Regions from separate parts of the Mus musculus genome. Here regions 2 and 3 are each linked to region 1. The links are chromatin contacts, called in public HiChIP or PLAC-seq and promoter capture Hi-C maps. All regions are on one chromosome and are shown on one strand. Each heading gives the region's core, a stretch centred on a gene start, on an enhancer-like site or on the middle of the called end of the contact. The rest is flanking DNA. Distances are from core to core; before and after follow the strand shown. Region 1 holds the start of Fut8 (fucosyltransferase 8). Region 2 overlaps Gm35240 (a long non-coding RNA gene). Region 3 has its middle 10 kb from the start of Gm35440.

Region 1 (2,794 bases), core at 98-2,597:
CGCCGGGGTGTCCCGGAGGCTCCCTCCCCACTTTTCCCGGGGCCGCTGGCTGAGCAACGGCTGCAGCAGTTGCAGCAACAGGCCCGGTATCGGCGGGAGGACGAAGGAGCGCCCCGAGCCCAGGCTCCACAGAGCCCGCGCCCGCCCCGTCCTGGAGTCCGCGGCGCGCGGGGCCCGGCTCCCTAACGCCCCCTTACCCGAGGCGGGAGCGAGGCGGTCGGCGCCGTCCCCCGTCGCCGCCGCCGCTGCCTCCAGCTGCAGCTGGCCGCGGCGGGAGAGTGGGAGGGGTGCTGGGGTGGAGGATGCTACTCCCGACTGAAGGGAGAGGAAGAAACGGAAACAGGAACCGCGGCCGCCGCTTAACGGAGCCTTCGGCGCCACTGACTGAGGGAAAGCGCAAGGCGGCGCGAGCCAGGCAGCGGCTGACAGCGCGAGACCGAGCGCGAGCCGGGTCCAGGACGCGCGACCCCGAGCAGCGCCGGCCCCATTCCGTGAGGAAAGGGAGGGACGGGTTGGCTGGGAGCCGGGGAGGGGGCGGCGGGGGCCTGGAGCCCAGAGAACCCGGCCACTCGGGTCGGCCCGAGACCACGCGCGCACGCGCCGGAGTGGCTCCGACCGGGAGCGCAGGCGGGGAAGCCGCCGGCCGGCGCGAGCGAGGGAGCGAGCGAGCGAGCGTGCGCGCGCGGAGAGGGGCGCGCGCCCCTCGGCGTCCCAGCCTGCTGGGGGAGGGCGCGCATGCGCCGGCCGCGGCCTCCTCCAGCGACCCTGGCATGTGCACAGGCTCCGCCCCGTCCCCTTCCTCTCTGTGCGGGTGGACAGCGGAGCTGCAGCATCCACCGGGCCACGGCGGGACCCGAGTTCCAGCCGGACAGCGGCCGCGCGCGGGCTCCGGCTTTGGTCTCTACAGGCGAAGGCCGCCTGAGGGTCGGAGGCTGAGGGGAGCAGCGCTCCCCACGCCCTGGCCGGCCTGGCCCACCACCCAGAGGCGCACCCCGCTGGGGCTCAATAGGGCTCTGTACTAGTTTCGGGGTACTCTCTGCTGCTCATCCGCTGAGGCACCAGCACACAGTGCCACCTCGGCTCCGGGCGGTCCGGCTACCCTGCGGGCTCTGTCTTCATCTGAAGAGAAAGAACCCCGCAGAGCCCGAGTTCGAAGCCCGGCCGTTCGCAGCCGCTGCTGCCTCAGCCCTTCGGAGGCGGAAGTTTATTGAGTACAGGAGAGGAGAGGCTTTTCCCTAGGATGCTTCCTACCCGCTCGCACTCGGGGATCCTGACGCCCGCGATGCTGAGCCGAGTGCCGAAGGGCTACCTCCGACAGACCGTCCGGGAGGGCGAGCTGGGCGGGAGGACCCAGCCGCGCAGCCAGGGCACACAAAGTAGTCGCGGGCCGAAGGGGTGCTGCCGGGGCCAATCAGAGCGGGAAAACCAGTGAGTGGAGTGCGAACTGGCCAATCAGAGGGCCGGAAGATGAGCTTCCCGTGCCGAACTCTTCCCTGTAGCCTGGGGACCAGATCCCAAGCCTGAGGACTCAGCCGGGTGACTGAGTAGAAAAGCTGCCCTCAAGACAATTATTCCTCCCAGCACAGATAAATACTAGTAAATACTTTGGAAACGTATCTCTGAGTAAACAGGGCCACCCTTTTATATGCTAGTAATCAAAAAAACACAGAAAAGACATTAAAGAGGTCGTAGCCTGCCAAGAATGCAACCTACCTAATAACTCTCATAAATTCCCAATGTTTATTCTATATCAGGAACTGTGTTTCTAAAATGCAAAGGACAGTGCTTTTTAAAAAGGAAAAAAAAAAAAATGCCTGTGCCTTCAGGAGCTCCGCACCCTGAGAAGCTTTTCCGGACCTGTGACTGGGTTAATGTCTCTTCGAAATAAAGCTCTCTGAGAAAACACCGTGGCTTATTGAAGGTCACACAAAACTCTGGTGAAGTCAGAATTATGATCTAGCCAAAAAGCTTGGGTGTCATCATTCAACAAATCTGTAGTCATTTATTAAATGCGTAGATAACTTCCGTGAGACTCTCAGTTCTCTGTTGCAAATAAGCAAAATTTAGGCTTATACTGTACTTAGATGGATTAAGGGCTAAAATTTCAACAGTCAAAACCCTGAATTATTTTTCCTTTTGTGTGAGTATGTGCATGCTAAGGGTGTGTTTTCTCCTGGGCTACACCCACAGCCTGGAACATTTTTAGGAGTCAGAGGTAAAATGTTTACTTTGAGGCTTCAGCACAGCATTTAAAAAGCACTTTAACAAGGATGTATGGCTTGAATGTATTCAAGGGAAAAAGAGGAACCATTTCTAGTTAATTAACACACGCTACCATTTGCAGTACTTGAAGATCTCTACATTCAAAGTTTTATGTGTGCCTCGAACTCTCTGCTCCTTTAATCTGGCTTTAATTATCTCCTAGGAAATATTAAAACTATAGGAATCAAAGCATCCCACCTACTTTCTATTTAAGAAAAAGCCACTAGAAATATTTGTGAAGAACTTAGTACATCTTTATAGAACAGCATAGTATATAAGAAAGCGCCAAACTGATGACTCTGAAATACAGTGAGAAAGTAGTTCTTCAGCAGTTCAGGTCTCTGCTCAGTGTCACAGTACGCTGCTCTCAAAGATCCTTCAGGCCATGCTCAGGATATAGTTACCATCCCAGAATTAGAAGTATCAGCTAAGCAACTGATATGTGGGAACAAATCTTTTCACATTCAGTTCTAGACCAGTAATGAATTTCTGGAAAATTCAAACAAGAAGTAATACTAACTGAGCTCTTTGA
Region 2 (2,774 bases), core at 211-2,710, 390 kb before region 1:
CTTTGAACCTGATGCTGAAAAAAAAAGTGAATATAATGGAGCCAACATTCATGGGAATATGTACAGAGATAAATTTTATGTTCTTGGTGGACCTTAATTATAATTTTATCATTACTGTTAAATAAAGGGTCATTTTAGATCATATATATTTGATAAGAGACACATTACACTGGCACATTTCTTGTATTCTCTCAAATACAATCTTAGTTGGACTAACAAGAACAAATCGTTTTGGAATTAACATACTTTTTATTTAACACTTTTCATACAATATATTTTTGTTATAGTCTTCCCCCTCCTCCAAACTCCTACCAGATTCTCCCTACCTTCCTGCTTCCCTCTCCCTCTCAAAAACTATAAGACAACAAACAACAAAACAAAAATTAAAAATAAATAGATTTTTAAAACAAAACAAAAATACCAAAACAAAAAGCATCCATGCATGTACATACACACACAAACACAAAGAAACAAAAAAGCATGAAGTCCATTTTGTGTTTGGTGTGTTGGCTGACTAGTTTTATGTCAACTGGACACAATCTAGAGTCATTTGAGAGATGAGAATCTCAGAATCTCAACTGAGAAAATACCTTTATAAGACTGGGCTGTAGGCAAGCCTGTAGAGTATTTTCTTTTTTGGTTTTACGAGACAGGGTTTCTCTGTGTAGCCCTGGCTGTCCTGGAATCACTCTGTAGACCAGGCTGGCCTTGAACTCAGAGATCCACCTGCCTCTGCCTCCTGGAGTGCTGGGATTAAAGGCATGTGCTACCATGCCCGGCTTAATAGTATTTTCTTAATCAGTGATTGATGGGGAAGTTCCCAGCCCATTGTGGGTGGTGCATCCCTGGACTAGTGGCCCTGAGTTCTTTATGAAAGCAGGCTGGGCAAACCATACTAACAAAGCTAGTAAGTAGAGACTGACAGGAGGGCCGGGCAGCGAGCAAGATGGTGCAGACTCAGGGTACCAAGAGGAAAGTCTGTTACTACTACGACCGGGACGTTGGAAACTACTATTATGGACAAGGGCACCCCATGAAGCCTCACTGAATCCTCATGACTCACAATTTGCTGCTCAACTATGATCTCTACCGAAAAATGGAAATCTACCGTCCTCACAAAGCCAATGCTGAGGAGATGACCAAGTACCACAGTGATGACTACATTAAATTCCTGCGTTCTATTCGCCCAGATAACATGTCTGAATACAGCAAGCAGATGCAGAGATTCAACGTTGGTGAGGACTGTCCGGTATTTGATGGCTTGTTTGAGTTCTGTCAGTTGTCCACGGGAGGCTCTGTCGCAAGTGCTGTGAAGCTTAATAAGCAGCAGACGGACATCGCTGTGAACTGGGCTGGGGGCCTGCACCATGCAAAGAAGTCTGAAGCATCTGGCTTCTGTTACGTCGATGACATCATCTTGGCCATCCTGGAACTGCTAAAGTACCACCAGAGGGTGCTCTATATTGACATTGATATTCACCATGGCGATGAAGTGGAAGAGGCCTTCTATACTACAGACCGGGTCATGACTGTGTCCTTTCATAAATATGGAGAGTACCTCCCAGGAACTACGGGACATCGGGGCTGGCAAAGGCAAGTACTACGCTGTGAACTACCCACTGCGAGACGGCATTGACGACGAGTCCTATGAAGCCATCTTCAAGCCAGTCATGTCCAAAGTAATGGAGATGTTCCAGCCTAGTGCAGTGATCCTACAGTGTGGCTCAGATTCCCTGTCTGGGGTTCGGTTAGGTTGCTTCAATCTGACCATCAAAGGACACGACAAGTGTGTGGAGTTCGTGAAGAGTTTCAACTTGCCCATGCTGATGCTGGGAGGAGGTGGCTACACCATCCGGAAATGTCGCTCGGTGCTGGACTTACGAACAGCAGTGGCCCTGGTGGCCCTGGAGGCCCTGGATACAGAGATCCCTAATGAGCTGCCGTACAATGACTACTTTGAATACTATGGACCAGATTTCAAGCTTCACATCAGCCCTTCCAATATGACTAACCAGAACACTAATGAGTACCTGGAGAAGATCAAGCAGCGTCTCTTTGAGAACTTGAGGATGCTTCCCCATGCCCCTGGGGTCCAGATGCAGGCCATACCAGAGGATTCCATCCCAGAAGAGAGTGGGGATGAGGATGAGGAAGACCCTGACAAACGCATCTCCATCTGCTCCTCTGACAAACGCATTACCTCTGAGGAAGAGTTCTCAGACTCAGATGAGGAGGGAGAAGGTGGTCGCAAGAACTCTTCTAACTTCAAAAATGCCAAAAGAGTTAAAACAGAGCATGAGAAAGAGAAAGTTCCTGAAGAGAAAAAAGAAGTCACAGAAGAGGAGAAAACCAAGGAGGAGAAGCCAGAAGCCAAAGGGGTTAAAGAAGAGATCAAGTTGGCCTGAGCAAGGTCTGCAGCCCCATCTTCTCCCCAAGTTCCTCACTTTCCCTCAACTTCTCAGATTTTATATTTTCTATTCTTCTGTGTATTTATATAAAATATATTAATTATAACATCCCCAGGGACCAGAGCACAGGGCAGTGATGCTAGGAGGGTTCTTCCCAGAGCAACCTTGTCCATCCTGCCCCCGTTTGCATGGAAAGAAAACCACCACAAGAGAAAATCCTGGACTGCCAAGTGCCTGCTTGGGAGCTCTGCTAAGATGCCCCAGTTAAACTTTTTAGAAGGGGTCTGGGTCTCCTAGGACCCCTTTTCAGGCTTGGGTAATAGCAGCCATTTTTAGATTGGTTCTGTTTATACCTTTCCACCCATC
Region 3 (2,700 bases), core at 138-2,637, 500 kb before region 1:
CCACTATATGCATGCACTGGGGATCAAGGAAACATTATTTGCCACTGAAAATATTTGCCTATATTTTAGAACCTCCCAGGCCCTTGTTTAGAGAGGAGGGGGGAAAGAGGAAAGGAGAGGTGACAGGCATGGAGGAGATAAGAAAGGACAAAAGAAAATACAAAAGAGATTAAGGGCAACAGCTCCGTTAGATGTATGATCTGGGACAAGAAACTATCTCTGTCAAAGTGCTAGTTTCCAATCTGTAGAATGAGAATAAGATGATACCCATTCGCTAGGGCTTCTGTGAGGGTTGGCTATGCAAACAAGTGGGAACCCCTTGAGTACCATCCCCTGGCTCACAAGGAGAGTTTAGCAGGTCTGAACCAATGTTATCCTACATTTTCCTGGGTTGCCTCTCAGGTTGTCTTTGAATGAAAAAAGGACTAGAAACCTGAGCTTTGGGGTCATGGGACTCCTGTTGCTTGATTGTTCCCCTCCATGTCTCCATCTGTAGAACAGGGATGCTGACAGTGTCTACTTTATCAAGTATATTCTATGTAACAAATGAGTCTGGCTCCATGTATGAACTTTCATTCTCTGTGATGGACAGTGGAAGGGTTGTATCGTTTAAAAATTATAAATTATACAGCTTAGGGTTGCCTGTATGCTTGTTCATATTTGAACCTCTGTCAATACTCGTCCTCCATCCTGAGATAAAAGTTTACCATCATAGATGGTGTCGTAGTCAGGGTTTCTGTTCCTACGCAAACATCATGACCTAGAAGCAAGTTGTAGAGGAAAGGATTTATTCAGCTTACACTTCCACACTACTGTTCATCACCACAGGAAGTCAGGACTGGAACTCAAGCAGGTCAGGAAAGAGGAGCTGATGCAGAGGCCATGGTGGGATGTTCTTTACTGGCTTGCTTCCCCTGGCTTGCTCAGCTTGCTTTCTTGTAGAACTCAGGACCACCAACCCAGAGATGACACCACCCACAATGGGCCCTCGCACCTTGATCACTAATTGAGAAAATGCCTTACAGCTGGATCTCATGGAAACATTTCCTCAAGGGAGGCTCCTTTCTCTGTGATAACTCCAGCTTGTGCCAAGTTGACACACAAAATCAGCCAGGACAGATGGTCAAGACCCTGAAGAAAAGTCAATCCAACCTCCATAGTCCACATGATGCTACAAAGATTTCCTTCTGGAACATTCACTGCAGGGTTGGCACTCCTATGTGGGAAGGGGGTGCTGAGGACTCCCCGGAACTCTTGGCTTCACTGAGACACTTGACAAACTGGTCCCCCAGGGCCACCAGGAAGGGAAGAAAGAATGACTGTGTTCCAGGCCTGGAGGACAGGCCCACTCTGGCATACACTCTGCCTGCTCCTTTCCAGCTGGCGGGTCTGCTTAATGAACTGTGCTGCAGCCACATTGAAAGGGGCTTTTTGATGGGCAGAGTTATTAGCACTTCATTTTAATTATGCCTCCTGGTGTTTTCCCCATTGCTTTTCTTTCACTTTACCTGACAGTGCTATTAGTGGCTTCCAAATACCAAATGGTAACAAGTAAATTGAACTACTGTAAATGGGGATGAATTATTAGGCCGGTTGGAAAACAAAGGACATTAATCTCGTTCCTGTGTCAAGTGAACAGGCCCTGCCTCCTTGAGAGCCCAGGAAGAGAGAGCCATCCTATCTGGGAGTCACTTGTGTAGGAATAGAGTCTAATTCTTCACATCGGGTGAGGACAGCCTACTCTAAAAGTACAGAGAACGCCTCCATAGCTTCTCAATGCAGCTTCTACATGAGGTAGAAGAGAGGGGGCAGCACACTGGTCCAGGGAACCCTGAGAACACAGAACTAACAAATACAGAAGAGCTGGGAGTGTTGGAGAGAGAAGGCTGTTTATTTATGGAGAAATTCCATTTGGTGCACCTGATGGCCAGTGTCCTGCCTGAGATCTATTCTCTGGGGAGAAGGAGGGTTCACAGGAGAGATTATTTAGGAAGTTCTACTGGCAGCAAACTCTCCTGACATTTCTTTGAAAGATACTTTTCCCTTTTCTGTTTCCCAAAAACATGGTTTCACAGATAGACTACGCTTCAGGGCCCTTAGTTTCTCCCAGCCCTTTAGAGACAGGGTCTCTTGCTGCTGGCTTCCCCTGTGGCTGCAGAGGAGGTGATCTCAGTCCATTACTGTGGCTAAGATCTGAATCTCTCCTCCAGCTACTTTTGAGATCTTCTCTTTGCTTTTGGTGTTCCAATGTTAAAGACGGTTCACCACAATGTGGCAAAGTGTGGATTTCTTTTTATTATCCTGCTTGGAATTTGTTACAGTTGCAAATCCAGAAACTTCTCAGTATATATTCTTCTCATGGGATCTCTCTCCTATCTGTTTGTTTTCTCTGTTGTCTCTCTCTGGAACTGTATTTAGACTCTTATCTGGTTTCTCTGTATCTGTCTCAGTACTTTACCTGTGGGAATCCCTGGAGGGAGAGAGAGAGGGAGGGAGGGAGAGAGAGAGAGAGAGAGAGAGAGAGAGAGAGAGAGAGAGAGAGAGAAACCTATTTCTTCAGAGATGGTTCTCATTGGCCTCTGCTTTCCATGCTGGGCTGTTTAACTGACTGCTCACTAATTAGTCCTTTTGTTTTGGGCGTACATACAAGTGTGTAAAATCAAATCCCAAATTTCCCTGGGACTCAGACCTTAGCCACAA

What was found. Promoter capture Hi-C pulls out the DNA fragments that hold promoters and counts their contacts. HiChIP or PLAC-seq counts read pairs in DNA pulled down with a chosen protein or histone mark.
Region 2: a promoter capture Hi-C map of hippocampal neurons shows a contact between it and region 1, with 8 times the contacts expected there. The contact joins the enhancer-like site here to the promoter of Fut8 in region 1. A contact is called at or near these places in 8 of 39 promoter capture datasets (the 3T3-L1 cell line, the HPC-7 cell line, cranial neural crest and 5 more), 2 of 15 datasets of contacts at CTCF or cohesin (large pre-B cells and pro-B cells), 3 of 484 Hi-C or Micro-C datasets (LSK cells, large pre-B cells and pre-B cells), 10 of 115 datasets of contacts at active chromatin or transcription factors (the 230-238 cell line, SST interneurons, embryonic basal ganglia and 7 more) and 1 of 9 other capture datasets (liver).
Region 3: a contact with region 1 is called in an H3K4me3 HiChIP or PLAC-seq map of neural progenitor cells, with 11 times the contacts expected there. The contact joins the enhancer-like site here to the promoter of Fut8 in region 1. A contact is called at or near these places in 7 of 39 promoter capture datasets (3T3-L1-derived adipocytes, the C10 cell line, HPC-7-derived erythroid cells and 4 more), 9 of 115 datasets of contacts at active chromatin or transcription factors (astrocytes, bone marrow-derived macrophages, embryonic forebrain and 6 more) and 1 of 9 other capture datasets (pancreatic islet).

What each region holds. Positions count from the first base shown.
Region 1 is chr12:77,236,657-77,239,450 of GRCm38.p6, reverse strand. It overlaps Fut8 (fucosyltransferase 8), which reads right to left and starts at 1,347. Exons shown (of 12, transcript NM_016893.5): 1 at 1,252-1,347. 9530018F02Rik (a long non-coding RNA gene) reads left to right here and starts at 225. Exons shown (of 1, transcript XR_003950200.1): 1 at 225-2,794.
Region 2 is chr12:77,623,182-77,625,955 of GRCm38.p6, reverse strand. The region is part of intron 2 of Gm35240 (a long non-coding RNA gene); the gene reads right to left. It also overlaps the pseudogene Gm4864. Among named protein-coding and RNA genes, the nearest start is that of Gm35240, 71 kb to the right of the region's middle. Within about 2 kb of position 1,460, at least 1 of the 459 cell types and tissues checked has an H3K27ac peak or open chromatin away from gene starts, as enhancers often do.
Region 3 is chr12:77,738,253-77,740,952 of GRCm38.p6, reverse strand. No RefSeq gene overlaps it. Among named protein-coding and RNA genes, the nearest start is that of Gm35440, 10 kb to the left of the region's middle. Within about 2 kb of position 1,387, at least 32 of the 459 cell types and tissues checked have an H3K27ac peak or open chromatin away from gene starts, as enhancers often do. A contact at or near this core is called in neural progenitor cells, pancreatic islet and stem cell-derived neural progenitor cells, where this site is marked.